Regions from separate parts of the Sus scrofa genome. Here regions 2 and 3 are each linked to region 1. The links are chromatin contacts, called in public Hi-C maps. All regions are on one chromosome and are shown on one strand. Each heading gives the region's core, a stretch centred on a gene start, on an enhancer-like site or on the middle of the called end of the contact. The rest is flanking DNA. Distances are from core to core; before and after follow the strand shown.

The links. A called contact is a pair of places that touch in the nucleus more often than the background predicts.
Region 2: a Hi-C map of skeletal muscle shows a contact between it and region 1, with 5 times the contacts expected there. The contact joins the promoter of VCP here to the promoter of TESK1 in region 1. A contact is called at or near these places in 4 of 47 Hi-C or Micro-C datasets (heart right ventricle, liver, mesenteric adipose tissue and 1 more) and 1 of 2 datasets of contacts at active chromatin or transcription factors (alveolar macrophages).
Region 3: a contact with region 1 is called in a Hi-C map of skeletal muscle, with 4 times the contacts expected there. The contact joins the promoter of FAM214B here to the promoter of TESK1 in region 1. A contact is called at or near these places in 3 of 5 promoter capture datasets (fetal liver, fetal skeletal muscle and liver), 9 of 47 Hi-C or Micro-C datasets (embryonic fibroblasts, heart right ventricle, liver and 5 more) and 2 of 2 datasets of contacts at active chromatin or transcription factors (alveolar macrophages and skeletal muscle).

What each region holds. Positions count from the first base shown.
Region 1 is chr1:236,338,892-236,343,249 of Sscrofa11.1, forward strand. It overlaps TESK1 (dual specificity testis-specific protein kinase 1), which reads left to right and starts at 2,269. Exons shown (of 10, transcript XM_003121984.4): 1 at 2,269-2,793; 2 at 2,918-3,039; 3 at 3,157-3,205; 4 at 3,717-3,863; 5 at 4,204-4,286. The coding sequence starts at 2,569.
Region 2 is chr1:235,867,194-235,871,551 of Sscrofa11.1, forward strand. It overlaps VCP (valosin containing protein), which reads right to left and starts at 2,413. Exons shown (of 17, transcript NM_214280.1): 1 at 2,226-2,413. The coding sequence starts at 2,242. It overlaps FANCG (Fanconi anemia group G protein), which reads right to left. Exons shown (of 14, transcript XM_003121983.6): 14 at 3,880-4,264. The coding sequence ends at 4,171.
Region 3 is chr1:235,904,901-235,909,258 of Sscrofa11.1, forward strand. FAM214B (protein FAM214B) reads right to left here and starts at 2,242. Exons shown (of 9, transcript XM_013986310.2): 1 at 2,155-2,242.

The DNA.
Region 1 (4,358 bases), core at 1,019-3,518:
TGAATTCTTTATCTCAGTTGATCCTCAACCATCTAAACTAGAAACTTTAAAATGATTCTGGCTGATGCTCTTTCTTTCCACAGGACTGACTGACTTTGGATACAAATCAATCAAGTCTTCCCATTCTAATTGAATATTTCCTCCTCTCTTTCCCTATTACCCCTATCCTAGTTGAGTTCCTCATGCCCTCCTGACTGAAGACTTGCCAGAGCCTCCTTCCTAATCGGTCTCCACACCTCCATACAACAATCATCATTTGTCTAAAACAGGAACGTGGCGCCTCTGCTAGGAATCACTATTAACAACTATAGATATTCTTAAACTTGGATAAAGGGTCAGACACGGGCCAATTAAATTATATTACTTCAAAAAAATGAGGCGTAAATTCCTAGTGTTTATAGATCTTATACAACTATAGAAAGGACACTTACAAATTAAATAGTTGTAGATGTTAACATTTAATGTGACGAATGAGTTTGTTTTGCTGAGACCAAACTGCCTCGGGAAGAATGAATTACAATGCACATGGCACAGATGGTTCTCAAGATTGGTTTGTCTCCACTGGCTGTGGAAGGACTGTGAATCTCTCTTGTTTTCTCCTTAAACTTGTGTGAAACTTTCCCTTGTACTGTGACAGCACCTGGCCTCTCTCGACCCCACTGCACTATTATTTATAATTTAAGACTTCCTTTTTCTTTTCTCATTAGCTCTTGACAAACAGTTGGTGGCTCCAACTCTCCACAAAAATGGGACAAGACTCTATTAGAAGTCGGTCACCCACACGGATGTGGACTGTGCGTATATTAATTTTCTTTTTAGATTTCCACAGAAATAGAAATATAGTACTTTTAGAATTCTTGAAGAGAACTCAGCCACGTTGCCTCAAGTTCGTTGGCATCCTTTCTCACTCCTGAGGCCCGCAGCCTCCACCACGCCGCCCTCCACTCCGCCGCTAGGGGGCAAAAGGCTCACTGACGTCCCCAACCTCTCGTCCTAGACAGGACTCCAGGATCGAGCGACGTCACCCACCCCCGTCGATGATTGGCTATTCCGCCGATGACCGGGACGGGGAGGAGCCAGCGGAGAACCAAAAACGCTGGGTATGGCATGCGCACAGGGTCCTGAGACGGTGCGTGCGCACTCAGGGTGCCGCGCCGCTTTAGAGGCCGGCTGCAGATCCTCCTCTCGCCTGAGGGGGCAGATCGGATTCCTACGTAATGCGGGGCGGTACCTGCCTAGGAGAGTCACACTGATGAGGGCTGGGCCACACCGAGGGGAGGAGTCACGTTGAGAGGAGGGGTCACAATGACGGGTGGAATCGCTCTGAGAGGTGGGGTTCGCCCTGGAAGGGCGAGACGGACAGAGGAGGGGTGTCGCACTGAGGGATTCTGGCACACACTGTTGGCGGCATGGTCACATTGCGGAGATGTTCCTCTGAAGGAGAGACTCTCACTGAGGAAAGAGTTGGTTCTCTGAGGGGGAGGGCTCCTTGAGGGGCGGGGTTTTGCCAAGGGGTGGGATATTTCCCTACAGGTGGAGACTTCTCTTTTGAGAAAGAAGGGCATGTGGACGAAATAGTAAGAGGAGGCTCCAGGCTGTGTGGTCAGTGCGCAGAAGCCCCTGAATCTAAACTTTTTTCGCGAGAGGCGGGATGGAGTGAGCAGGACTTGGGGCCACACCTGGAATGGGCTGGCCAAGGGCTCACTACAGCTCTGGGGCGTCACAACCTCCGGGGAAGGTACAAAGTGTCAGGGAGTCGGAGGTTTAAAGTGTAAGGGTCGAGAGCTGGGAAATGGGCAGGCTCGGCCAGGGCGGAGGCTGGGCAGGTGGGTAGGTTGCTGCCCCGATTGTGGCGGGACCAGAGGGGTCTACTTTTCTACCCTGCCTGTCCATGGAGTCCAGGAGTCCGGCGGCTTCCAGAGCCTGGCCCTCAAAAGACAGAGACCCGAGGGAGGGAGGGGAGAAAGGGCTCTCACGGCAGCTAAAAGACCTTTGAGCTGCGCATACGCACAATGAGCCATTAATTCCCTTCCGTTATTTAGCTTTGGCTTTAACTTCTTTGACCCCGACTTCTCAGACCCACTAGCCTAGGGCGTCCCGGCCACTGGTGGCGGGGTGCGCACCTGAGGGGGCGTGGCCGCTGCCCCGAGGCGGGCTCGAAGGAGTTAAGCAGAGGCCCGGCTCAGCCCCGCCCCCGGCAGGCCGCGGAGCCTGAGCCCCAGCGGCGAAGTGGAGCAGCCGCCGCCCGCCCGCCCGCCCGCCTCCGCCTGCGGGGAGTACCCCCGCCTGCCCGCCGGCGCCCGGGAGCGCCACCGCCACCGCCCGGCCCAGGCCCAGGCCCAGGCCCTGCGCAGAGCCGAGCGGAGCGGCGTCCACCCGGGCGCAGCAAGCCGGCGCGGCGGGGGCGGGCCCAGGAGCTTCGGCAGATCTTCCATTCTCCAGGGCGGGAGAGGGAGTGGGAGCTCCGGCGCCCCGGATCCGGCTGGGCCCGCACCCATGGCGAGCGCGGCCTGCCCGGGCCCCGGGAACCCTGCCATGTGAGGCAGGCCCGGGCTGGGGGGCCCGGCCATGGCCGGGGAACGGCCCCCACTGCGGGGCCCTGGGCCCGGGCCCGGGCCCGGAGAGGCGCCGGGGGAGGGGCCCCCGGGGCCGGGGGGCGCGGGCGGAGGCCCGGGCCGGGGCCGCCCCTCCTCCTACCGGGCTCTCCGCAGCGCGGTGTCCAGCTTGGCACGCGTGGACGATTTCCACTGCGCGGAGAAGATCGGGGCCGGCTTCTTCTCTGAGGTCTACAAGGTAGGACCAGCAGAGAGGGCAGAGGGGCGGGACCGAGCCTTAGACGCGAGGCTGGGACAAGGGGGCCCAGACCCTGGCGTTTCGCCCGACCTGCGCGGGACTCGCCAGCCCCTGCTGCCCCCAGGTTCGGCACCGACAGTCAGGGCAAGTCATGGTGCTGAAAATGAACAGACTCCCCAGTAACCGGGGAAACACGCTACGGGAGGTGCAGCTGATGAACCGACTTCGGCACCCCAACATCCTAAGGTGAGCGGCCCCAACCGCTTGCTGGGGGAGGGGGAAAGATCCCGCGGGAAAAGTGGGAACTGTCCAGGGGCCGGGACTCTTCCAGACTACCTTGCTGTCTTTCCCATCCTCTTCCAGGTTCATGGGGGTCTGTGTGCACCAGGGACAGCTGCATGCTCTTACAGAGGTGAGGATGAACCAGCAAGGGGGGACCCCACCACCAAGGGGCGAGTCAGCGGCCTGGTGCATCTACAGACGAATAATGAGGGGCAGCAGGACGTCCTCCCAGGGGAGGCTTTCCTGAACTTCCCTTTAGGCAAACCACAAATAAAAGGCCTCAGCTGGTCCCGTCCTTTATATCCTCTAGAACGGTGCTGTCCAATAGATCTTCCTGCAAAGATGAAAATGTTCTATATCTGCGCTGTCCAAAACCACAGCCACTAGCCACATGTGGCTAAGGATCCCTGGGAATGTGGCTAGTGTGACTGAGGAACTGAATGTTCCATTTTGTTTAAATTTAAATAGTTGTGCGTGTGTATGGGACAGGACAGGCTCAGGATATGAATGGAGGAGCCCTAGAGCAGACTCACCCTCCTGACTTTGTGATCCTCCTGGGTCCCCTGGCTTAAAAGTGGGAGACCTAGGCTACTGACTGAAATCTTGACATTCATTCCCCTTCTCCTACCCCTGTGACCCAGTATATGAATGGGGGGACTCTGGAACAGCTGCTCAGCTCCCCTGAACCCCTATCCTGGCCTGTCAGGCTCCGCCTGGCTTTGGACATCGCCCGGGGCCTGCGGTACCTGCATGCCAAAGGTGTATTCCATCGAGACCTCACCTCCAAGGTAGGCTGGCCAGGTGGGTGGGGGCATGAAAGGAGATTTGAGATTTATTAGATTGTAACTAGCCCATGAATATTAGAGTGTGGGTAATAGACATCAGGATGTTGGAGTAGCAAGACATTGGAAAGAGGGGAGGACTGGGATGAGGGGGAGTGCTCTGAGGGACTGAGTATCGTGCTGTTTCTGGAGTGATGGATGACGTTGAAAGATGGGGGAGCATTGGCAAACTGGAAGATTAGAGAGGGCTGGGATTATTCTGAAGTGACAGGTCTTTGGGGCGTATATTGGGAGATCAGAGAACCGAACGTGATGGGCATGTATGGATGCGATATGTGTATCTCAGAACTGTCTGATCCGACGCGAAGACCGAGGCTTCACAGCAGTCGTGGGTGACTTCGGGCTGGCCGAAAAGATTCCTGTGTATAGGTGAGGTGAATGCCCCACCCACTAAACCTCCCAGAAGGCTCCAATCTAAGTGAAGCCCACAGGGACATTTCC
Region 2 (4,358 bases), core at 1,163-3,662, 470 kb before region 1:
CTCCAACCTTCATAACGAGTCACAGAGGGCTCTCCTTTTGAAGAGCTACCTTTTCTTAGTAGGGCTCAGGAAAACTTGCGCATTAACCAAAAGGAGGCGAGCCAATGGATGATGTAAAGAAATAATAAATAAAAAAGAGACCATTCCACTCAAAAAATTAACAAGTATATGTACATGTCAGGCACTGTTCTAGGATCTGGGGATTTTCAGTCAACAAAACAAGACAAAACAGTATTTCTATTGGAAATATTGCAAGAAAAAAAAGATGCCTATGCTTTAAAATACCAGGTAAGAAATTATGAGGCATTTACATCTTTTGGTCTTGATACACTCAAAAGAAATACAAATCCCATTCACCTAAAAAAAAATTGTAACCTTTCTGCTGACCTTCTCACATAGGTTGCCCCTTTACTCATTTGCTTTAAACTAGTTTCCAAAAGTGGCATTTCCTCAGCTTAAACTTGCCTCCCCAGCGCAAAAGTGTTAGGCACAATGCTGCAGAGTAGGCATACTCTTCCAATGCTTATCAACAAACACCCTGGAGAGCAAACATGGTCAATGTGAGAGTCGAGGGCAATTTAAATCCATCCATTCTCCCTCTCCTCCATGCATCAAAATACCCTCTAAGGGCTGTCCATCTTCCAGTTGGATGTATAGGATTAGGGTTAGAGAAATAAAATACCAGTTGCCTCTGGTCATCAGAGTTTGTATTCTAACCCCAAAGCTGTATTCTAGGAAAACCTCCAATCTGCCTACCACTCCTGAGCCCAGCACTGGAGATGACTGATATGTTCTGCCCTTAAAGTAAAGACCTTTAATTCTACATCTGTCCCCTGAGATCGAAAGAGGTAACCTCTAAACAAGGGAAGTCAGCTTGATCATGGGCTGACAACAGTCCTGGAGGCTCTTTGGGGACCTTCCTCTGGTTTCCTGCATGAGTCAAGGCCCTCTTCCAGGACCCCAGTGGGCCACAGGGGGCGTGGACAGAGTTCAGTTAAGAGTCATCAAGATGACCTAGAGATAAACTGTCTATGATGCCAGGTTCTAAGAATTTTCGACTTTTAGTACTGGAAACTAAAGAGGGTACTTTAAGTATTAATAAGCAGCCCTTTTCAATAGGCGCCTCAGTAATAAATACTTCACCTCGGTTCAGAAACTTGAAAAAAAGGAACACCTCAAAAAACTGAACTTTCAAGTCTGGAAGGTGCTTTGCATAGAAGAGTTTCCATAGGATGGCAGTGTTCTCCTCCCCCACCCCAACTCCCCCAGTATCTAAAGCTCTTGATTCTAAAATGGGCAGAGGTAGCCAGGTTTTATCTGATGCTTTCCTGAGGAATAGAGAGCTCAGGATTTCTCCACATAGGTAAAAGGCTGTGTGTGTTTGAGAAGTTAGGGCAACTCTAACCTTCACACCACAAAAGGCTGAAATCTAGAAAGGCCCACAAAATACGAACTGAGATTCGAATTTTAGCAAGAACCTAATGAACCCCACTTCCTAACATTATTGAAAACTGACTATAGCCTTCCCATATGAATAAAACAGGAATAATAAAGTATGAAGAAGGCCAGATGGGAAAGGCAGGGCCCGCCCTCTCGGTAACAGCCTCTCACTACTCAGGTCGTAGAGGATGCCAACCACGGGCCAGACCCACCCGGATCCAAAAGGGCCGTCGGGAGCTCCCCTGAGCTCGCCCGGCCTTGCACTGCTCCGGCCTCCTCCTCGGTCTCGGTCTCCCGGCTCCTAAGGCCTTCACGTGGCTCAAAGTCCACGCCCACCGGGCCCAGTTAGGGCGTCAGGCCCAAGTGGCCTGCACTCTCCGGGGACCAAAGGCCTACAACGGGTGGCAGACTGGATCGCAGGTGGACACCCCAAGGCCCCGGGGCTCCGTGCCGGCAGCGTGGGCCCTCAGACCTCACTAGGACAGGACAGCCGTTCGAGAGGAGCCAATCAGGCCGCCCCGGGCCTGCATGACACAGCACGATCCGGCCCAGGCCCCGACCCAGGCCCAAAGCAAGCCCCGCCTAGGGGGCGCACGGGTGCGCGGCCGGGCCCAGCGGGGTCCGCGGCTCCTCATTCGCCCCCTTCCTCTCCTTCCGTCTCCCTCCTTCCCTGTCTCCACCTCCTAGACGCGCCCACAAGCAGGCCTGGCCGGGCCTACCCAACGCAGGGGATCTCCCAGTGCGCGCACTCGCAGCGGGAGGACGGGGGGCGCGCACACACTCACTCAGCTCCGGAGGCCATGGCGCGCGCTTCTCCCGGCCAACGGCTGTGGCGGCCCGCAGGTAACGGCTACGAAGGGTGGCAGGCGACCGACTCGGCCGGTGCTCGGCTCTCCCGGGCGGAGGGTGAGCGGCAACGACAAACCCGCAGACGGCCTCCCTTTCGCTTCCTCCCAGAGGCACCAGGGCGGTAAGCGGGCGGGGGACGCTAGCGCCTGATCCGCGAGGGGGCAGCGGCAGCGACAACTCAAACGACGGCTGCAGACGCTTTGCGAAGACTGAGGCGAGAAGAGCCGAATCATCGGAAGGAGAGGTGCTCACAACTCAGCCAATCAGCGCCTGCCCTGGGTACTCCCGCCCGCCTCTCCGTGCCTCCTCTCCCCAGCAACCCGCGGACCAGAGCCAATCAGGAAATTCGCTTGCGGCCCGGCTCCCGCCTCAGGGATGCAACACGCCTAGTAACGCCACGTCAATTGGCCGCAACGCTACGCTTCCTCGACGGATTGGGACTCTCGACCAATCAACGAAAGGAATGGGGCCAGATCGACTGGCGAAAGGAGAGCCTTTAACCCTGGGAGGCTGACTCTCCCACTTGGCTCCAGTTCATTGGCTCCTGAGTTTATCCGGCTAGAAGAACCTGGCACAATGGATTGAACCCTTGTATTAGTCTAGTCCTTTTGTAGTGATAACCCACACACCCATTTTCTTCCAAAACCTGAGTATGCACTCTAACCCCTCTCCTTGCTCCTTCAAAACGCTGGCTCCAGCCACCTCTACTCCGGACTCTTTGGCTAGCATTCCAGCTCTTAATCCACTCTTCCCTGTTGTCATTACACCCTCTGGTAATCCTAATCCCACAAGCTTTATAGTTCCGCAGGGCTTGGAGGTATGTGCTCCTTCTTACCATTGGGTATTAATATTAATAGCTATGCAAAGGACACTCAATTCCGAAGAGGAATCAAAAGACAACCACAGGTAGTTCTCTTGTGGCTCCGCAGGTTAAATGACCCACGTTATAACTGCAGGGGCCTGGGTCACTGCAGTGGCAGAGGTTCGATCCCCGGACCAGGAACTTCCGCATGCCTACCATGGGCGAGGCCAAAAAAAAAAAAAAAAGGAAAAAAAAATAGCAACCGCAGAACACAAACAGATTCAATAGAGCCTAAAGCAGAAGAAAAAAAAAAAAAAAACATTGCTGAGACTTGATGACCTTGGACCCAAAATGCCAGCTTGCCCTGACTATATTCAACAGGCAGCTTTGGTGGTATGGTGACTTAATTCATCCTTTACCCTCTAACCATAGAGACACATTTGACTAAGACCATCGAATCCCAAATTTGGATTAGGGAGGGGGTGAGGTGTCATTCTAACAGACTCAGAGGTCTGCTTGTCCCTTCCTTCTAAGAATCACCTTCCAGACCTACCTAACTCCACTCATTCTGTCGCCTCACCTAGGATCCTGGGTTTGCAGGGGTACTCGCCTTTTTGGCAAGAAGGACTAAAGGCACTGATTCCTGAGTAAGGATTCCTGTAGCCCTTTCTCCTGAGGATCATAAGATAGATGATATTGGGAGAGGGCATCTTAGACAACCCGCACTCAGCTGAATCAGCCAGCTGTGAGCCTTCCCACTCAAGTATGTGCAGTAAGCAGACAGAAGATAGATATCAAATTTTATTCAAAACATAAAAAGGTAAACAGGAAAAAAAGGTACTATCAATAAAGTCAGTGCCTTGTTGTTGGAAGAGGGGCTTTTTCTGGAACCAGAACACCAGTAACTAGAACAAATTTTGCAGGACTACCACCAACCTCTCTAATGTCAGACTTATATTGGAATGGTCAGCTCTAGCCACACTCCCCAAGGAGTGTATTAGCAGAAAGCCCTCCTGACAGGTGGCTCACTGAAGCCCAAGATCAGGTTCTTGGAAACATAGCACCTTCAGGTCACAGGTCTAGAGCAGAGATGTCCGAAATTCCTCAAGAAGGGCTTCACGGTCAGGGGGACGGATCCAGTCCAAATAGGTTTCTAGGTACAGGGGGAGAGACCTGAAAGCAAAAACGGTGATGTCTAAGGGAGGATAGGCAGAAAGTTGGGCAGCCATTTCCTCCCTTTCATTCACTACCACTCCCAACAGGCCCA
Region 3 (4,358 bases), core at 992-3,491, 430 kb before region 1:
AGCTCCATGAGAGCAGCAACTTTGTCTGTTTTATTCGTGCTGGTACTCTCAGAATCAGCATCGGTGTTTGGCACAAAATAGGTGCTCAGTAAACTCTAGTTGAAAGAAACAATGAGCCCTGAGCTGAGTGAACAGCAATCAGGAGACCTGGGTTCTAACACCTGTTCATTCACTATGAGATCTGGAGAAAATCTCAGTCTCTGTTCATTTCCAAATCTGTAAAATGAGTTTGTATAAATGATGACCATTGAGAGCCTCTACAGCTCTGACCTTATATTGCTATGATTCTAATGGCTATTGTTCACTCAAATCCATTTCCAGAGGATGAGTCCAAGCATCTGAAAGCTCCGCTGATCGTTCTGAAGCAGAAAGGCCATATACTCCAGCCTCTGCACAGCAAACTGATGCTCTTTCTCTTCATGCCCCACCCACTCACACGAATGCCTTAGTCCAGAGGAAGCTGGAGTGAGTCTGCCCTAGGCCCGCCTCTCTGAGAGACAGACTGGGAAGCTGTGTTGCCATAGCAATCAGCTCCTCCTCAAAAGGCTTCAGCCTGCCCTCCTTTACCCCACCCTACCCCAAGGCTTTGTCTGGCCTCAGCACCCCCTCCTCCCCACCAACCCGTCTCTCAGCCAGAGGAGGCTGGCTTGGGGCCCCTTTCAGCAACACTGTCACACTCATTCAGCCACTGTGTGGAAAACAGGGCTTTCCCACCCTGTCCCAGCCAGCCCAGGGGCAAAATGAACTCTGGCCCTACACCAGGTCCCCTCAGGGAACCAGAGGAGCCCCCAAGTGGACTAGGCCCTAGTCTCAGTTTTGACAGTCAGCTTCCAGGTCAGGAGTATGGGGAGCCATTCCTTCTTCCTCCCCCAGCAGAGGCTGCAACCTCACATCCCTTCTCAAGTTCAAATGACAATAGTGACCCACCTCTCCAAACATGCATCAAAGACCCTTAGTACTTATTATTTTCCCCTCCTACAGACACCCAGAATTTTTGACGGTCGCAATGTTACCTACCCAGGAGAAGGAAAAGTGTGGGGAAATTTCATTTGTGGCAAGTGGTAAAAATGTGTCTACCATTCACTTGGGGGCCTGCTGGGAAAGACCTTGGTAGTAGTGAGGGTGGGGTCTGGGCCTTGCTGCTAATTATTAGGTCTCTGGCCACTGAGTACAAAGTCTGGGGCAGGCACAGCTCCTAGACATGCAAGGACCGGGCCAGGCCCCAGGGCGAGGAAGGAAGTGGGAAATGAGCACACCCAGAACATAAGGGCAGAGCAAAGTGGGGGAGGTGGGGGAAGACAGGGACCAAGGCAAGCTTCTAGAAGGAACAGGAACTAGAGTGGGGGGTTAACAGGAACAGAATGGGGGAAGGGTCCCCAGAGACACCAACGAAGGGGGAAAAAAAGAAACCAAAAAACCCAGACTCAGCCAGACAGATCCAGAGCTGCCTGAGAAGGTCGCACAAGCCCTAGTGGCAAGTGGGGCCTAGATCCTCTCTAAGAGTGCTCAGGCCTGAAGGTGGAGTTAGGAGTTGAGGAGCCAGGAGCACTGCAGACGGGCTTCTTCACCCCAGCAATTTCATCACCCTCATTCCTAAAACACAGGACACAAACATCTTCCTGGAATCTCTATAATGCCCCCACACTTTCTCAAAGCACTAGGGGTTCTTCCCTCCCCAGCTGGGGCCTGCAACCCCTTCCCTTCGCAGAGTGCCCACAGCCCCATCCCTTCTTCCTCCACACAGGCCATCTGTCCCTCCCACACTCTGGACCACCAGCCCTTCTCCATCACACAACACCCCCTCTTCCCTTTCCCCCTAAGCTCCTTCAGAGTCCCTCCTCCTCAAGTATCTTCTCCAACCCTCCACTTCAAGATAAAGACTTCACCCCCTACCTAGTACTTCCCACCCTCACAAAGCACTCCCGCCCCTCCCCCACAAGGGCTACCGGAGAATGCACCTCCTAGCCCACACAGTGAGCCCCAGCTCCTCCCCTAACTCTGCTTTACTCCACCCTACCCCAGCATTTCTCCCAATTCTCTCCTTCCCTAAAGCGATCCCCACCTCCTCATGTCTGCCCAAGCGCACCCCGGTCCTTGTCCCTTCTTCCACACGCACCCCACCCCACACCTGCAGTTCCGTGAGTCCCGCTGCACCTGGGGAGGTAGTGGATTGGGGCAGTTACACAGCTGCCCCAGCTGCAGCCTCCTCCGGCAAACCTCGCCCCTTTGGTGCGAGCCCCGCCCCCGCAACGACAAGACCCACCCTCCCCCTGTCCCACCTCCCACCTTCCCCCCCCACCCCGCTTGTCCTTTTTCCTAGTTTCTGTAATTCCTGGGGCTCCTCCCCTGTAATACAGGTCCCGCCCCCTCTAAGGCCCCGCCCCTTCTCGTCTTCTCGGCGTCTCCCCATTGAACACTGCTTGCCCGTCGTCCCCTCCAATCCCCGCCCCTTTTTGGTCTCCTTGCTTGTCACTAGGACCCGCCCACTCGGATTCCAGCCTGGCAGAACCGGTGCCAAGCTCCTTTCCAACGCTAGCCCCCTCAGATCTCTGAGCCTCTTCTCCCCCCGCCCCTTCTCCCACTAGCCTCACCCCGGCGCCCGCTCTCCAGCCGGGAACCGCTGGCTCTGATTGGTGGTGGTGGTCCCAATGGATGGTGGAGGAGACAAAGTGATGGCTGCAGGTCGCCTGAGGTCCCACCCCGGCCACGTGCGGCTTCTGTGATGACAGGTTTAGATGGGCGGGGCATGTGCCCTCTGTGTGAGGCCTAGGCTGACCGGATTAGGCTGGAGGTGGGGAGCCAGAGCCAGGGTCAAAGCGTTAGCCTGAAGGCGCCGAGCCTGAATGAGGCCCTCTCAAGCTTTTGCGCTGGTGTGAGCAGCCTGCGGAACTTGAGCCTCTTAGTGAAGCCGTCTGCGTTAGCGCGTGTATTTGCCTTAATGGGGGAGGTCTGTGGGACTTGCAAAGTAGCACAAGGGGTCTCAGGGTTCTGTAAAAATGCGCAAATCTGGTTGACGGGGTCTCAACTCTGTGAGGATGAATAATTTCTGCAGCCTACTCTGTTCAAGAGAGTCTGAATTCTGGGAGACAAGAAGTAAGAGTCAGATGTGTACCTGTAGAGATAGGTCAGAGAGTCGTCTGTGAAATTCATGAGCCTAAGTGTTACTACAGAGTAAGGGGAGCCTGCAATCACTGAAGAAAAGTAGAGCCTTTGCTTTGCACGTGTCAAATCAACTATGTGACAGGAGTTCTGTTGTGGCTCAGCGGTAACTAACCCGACTAGTATCCATGAGGATGCAGGTTCAGTCCCTGGCTTTGTTCAATCCTATGGGTTAAGGATCTGGTGTTGCTGTGGGCTGTGGTGTAGGCTGGCAGCTGCGGCAGCTCTGATTTGACCCGTAGTCTGGGAATTTCCATATGCCGTGGGTGCGGCCCTTTAAAAAAAAGGCAAAACAAAACACAACAAAACAAAAACTATGTGACATTTACACTTCTGTAATTTAATTAGCGTTTGATTCTACTCTCCAACTTCCCGCAACCCTTTGGGTTCTGGAGATAGCAATGGGGAGTCGATGCTTGCCAGCTACCGGTAGATGGCAGCACAGGGCCCTTGCAGAACTCAGAGCTTCTCTGTGGAGTTGGCAGTGCTGAGGACTATGAAGGATCAGACCTGTTAAATTTCTCTCTAAGTCTCAGATTCTTTAGGTCCCTGTGACTTTCTTTCTGTGAGTCGTTAAGATGCTTTTTACTGAACACCAAATGGTGTGCTAGGCAAAAAGTGAAAAAGAAACAAAATTTTTCTGCCCTGATGTGGCTTGTTTGTTTGTATCATCATACAAATACCTGTATAATCCTAGAGAGAGTAAAGTTGGAAGGGTTTTGTGTAGTGAAAAAAGCTCAAAGTTTGAGGTCACTGTGTTTGGCTCAGAACTTTGTTTTTTTGTTTGTTTGCTTGCTTGCTTTTTAGGATCGAACCTGTGGCATATGGAATTTCCCAGGCTAGGGGTTGAATTTGAGCAGCAGCTGCCAGCTTATGCCGCAGCCACAGCAATGGTGGGACCCAAGCCATGTCTTCAACCTACACCACAGCTCATGGCAACGGATCCTTAACCCACTGAATGAGACTAGGGGTCCCTCACAGATACCAGTCAGGCTGAGCCACAATGGGAACTCCCTCTTGTTTTTTAACAGCCACACTTGTGGCATATGGAAGTTCCCAGGCCAGAGATTGAATCTGAGCCACACCTCTGACCTATGCTGCAGCTGCAGCCACAGCAACGCCGGATGTACCCACCCATACCTCTGCATGGACCCAGATTGCTACAGTCAGATTCTTAACCCACTGTGCCACAATGAGAA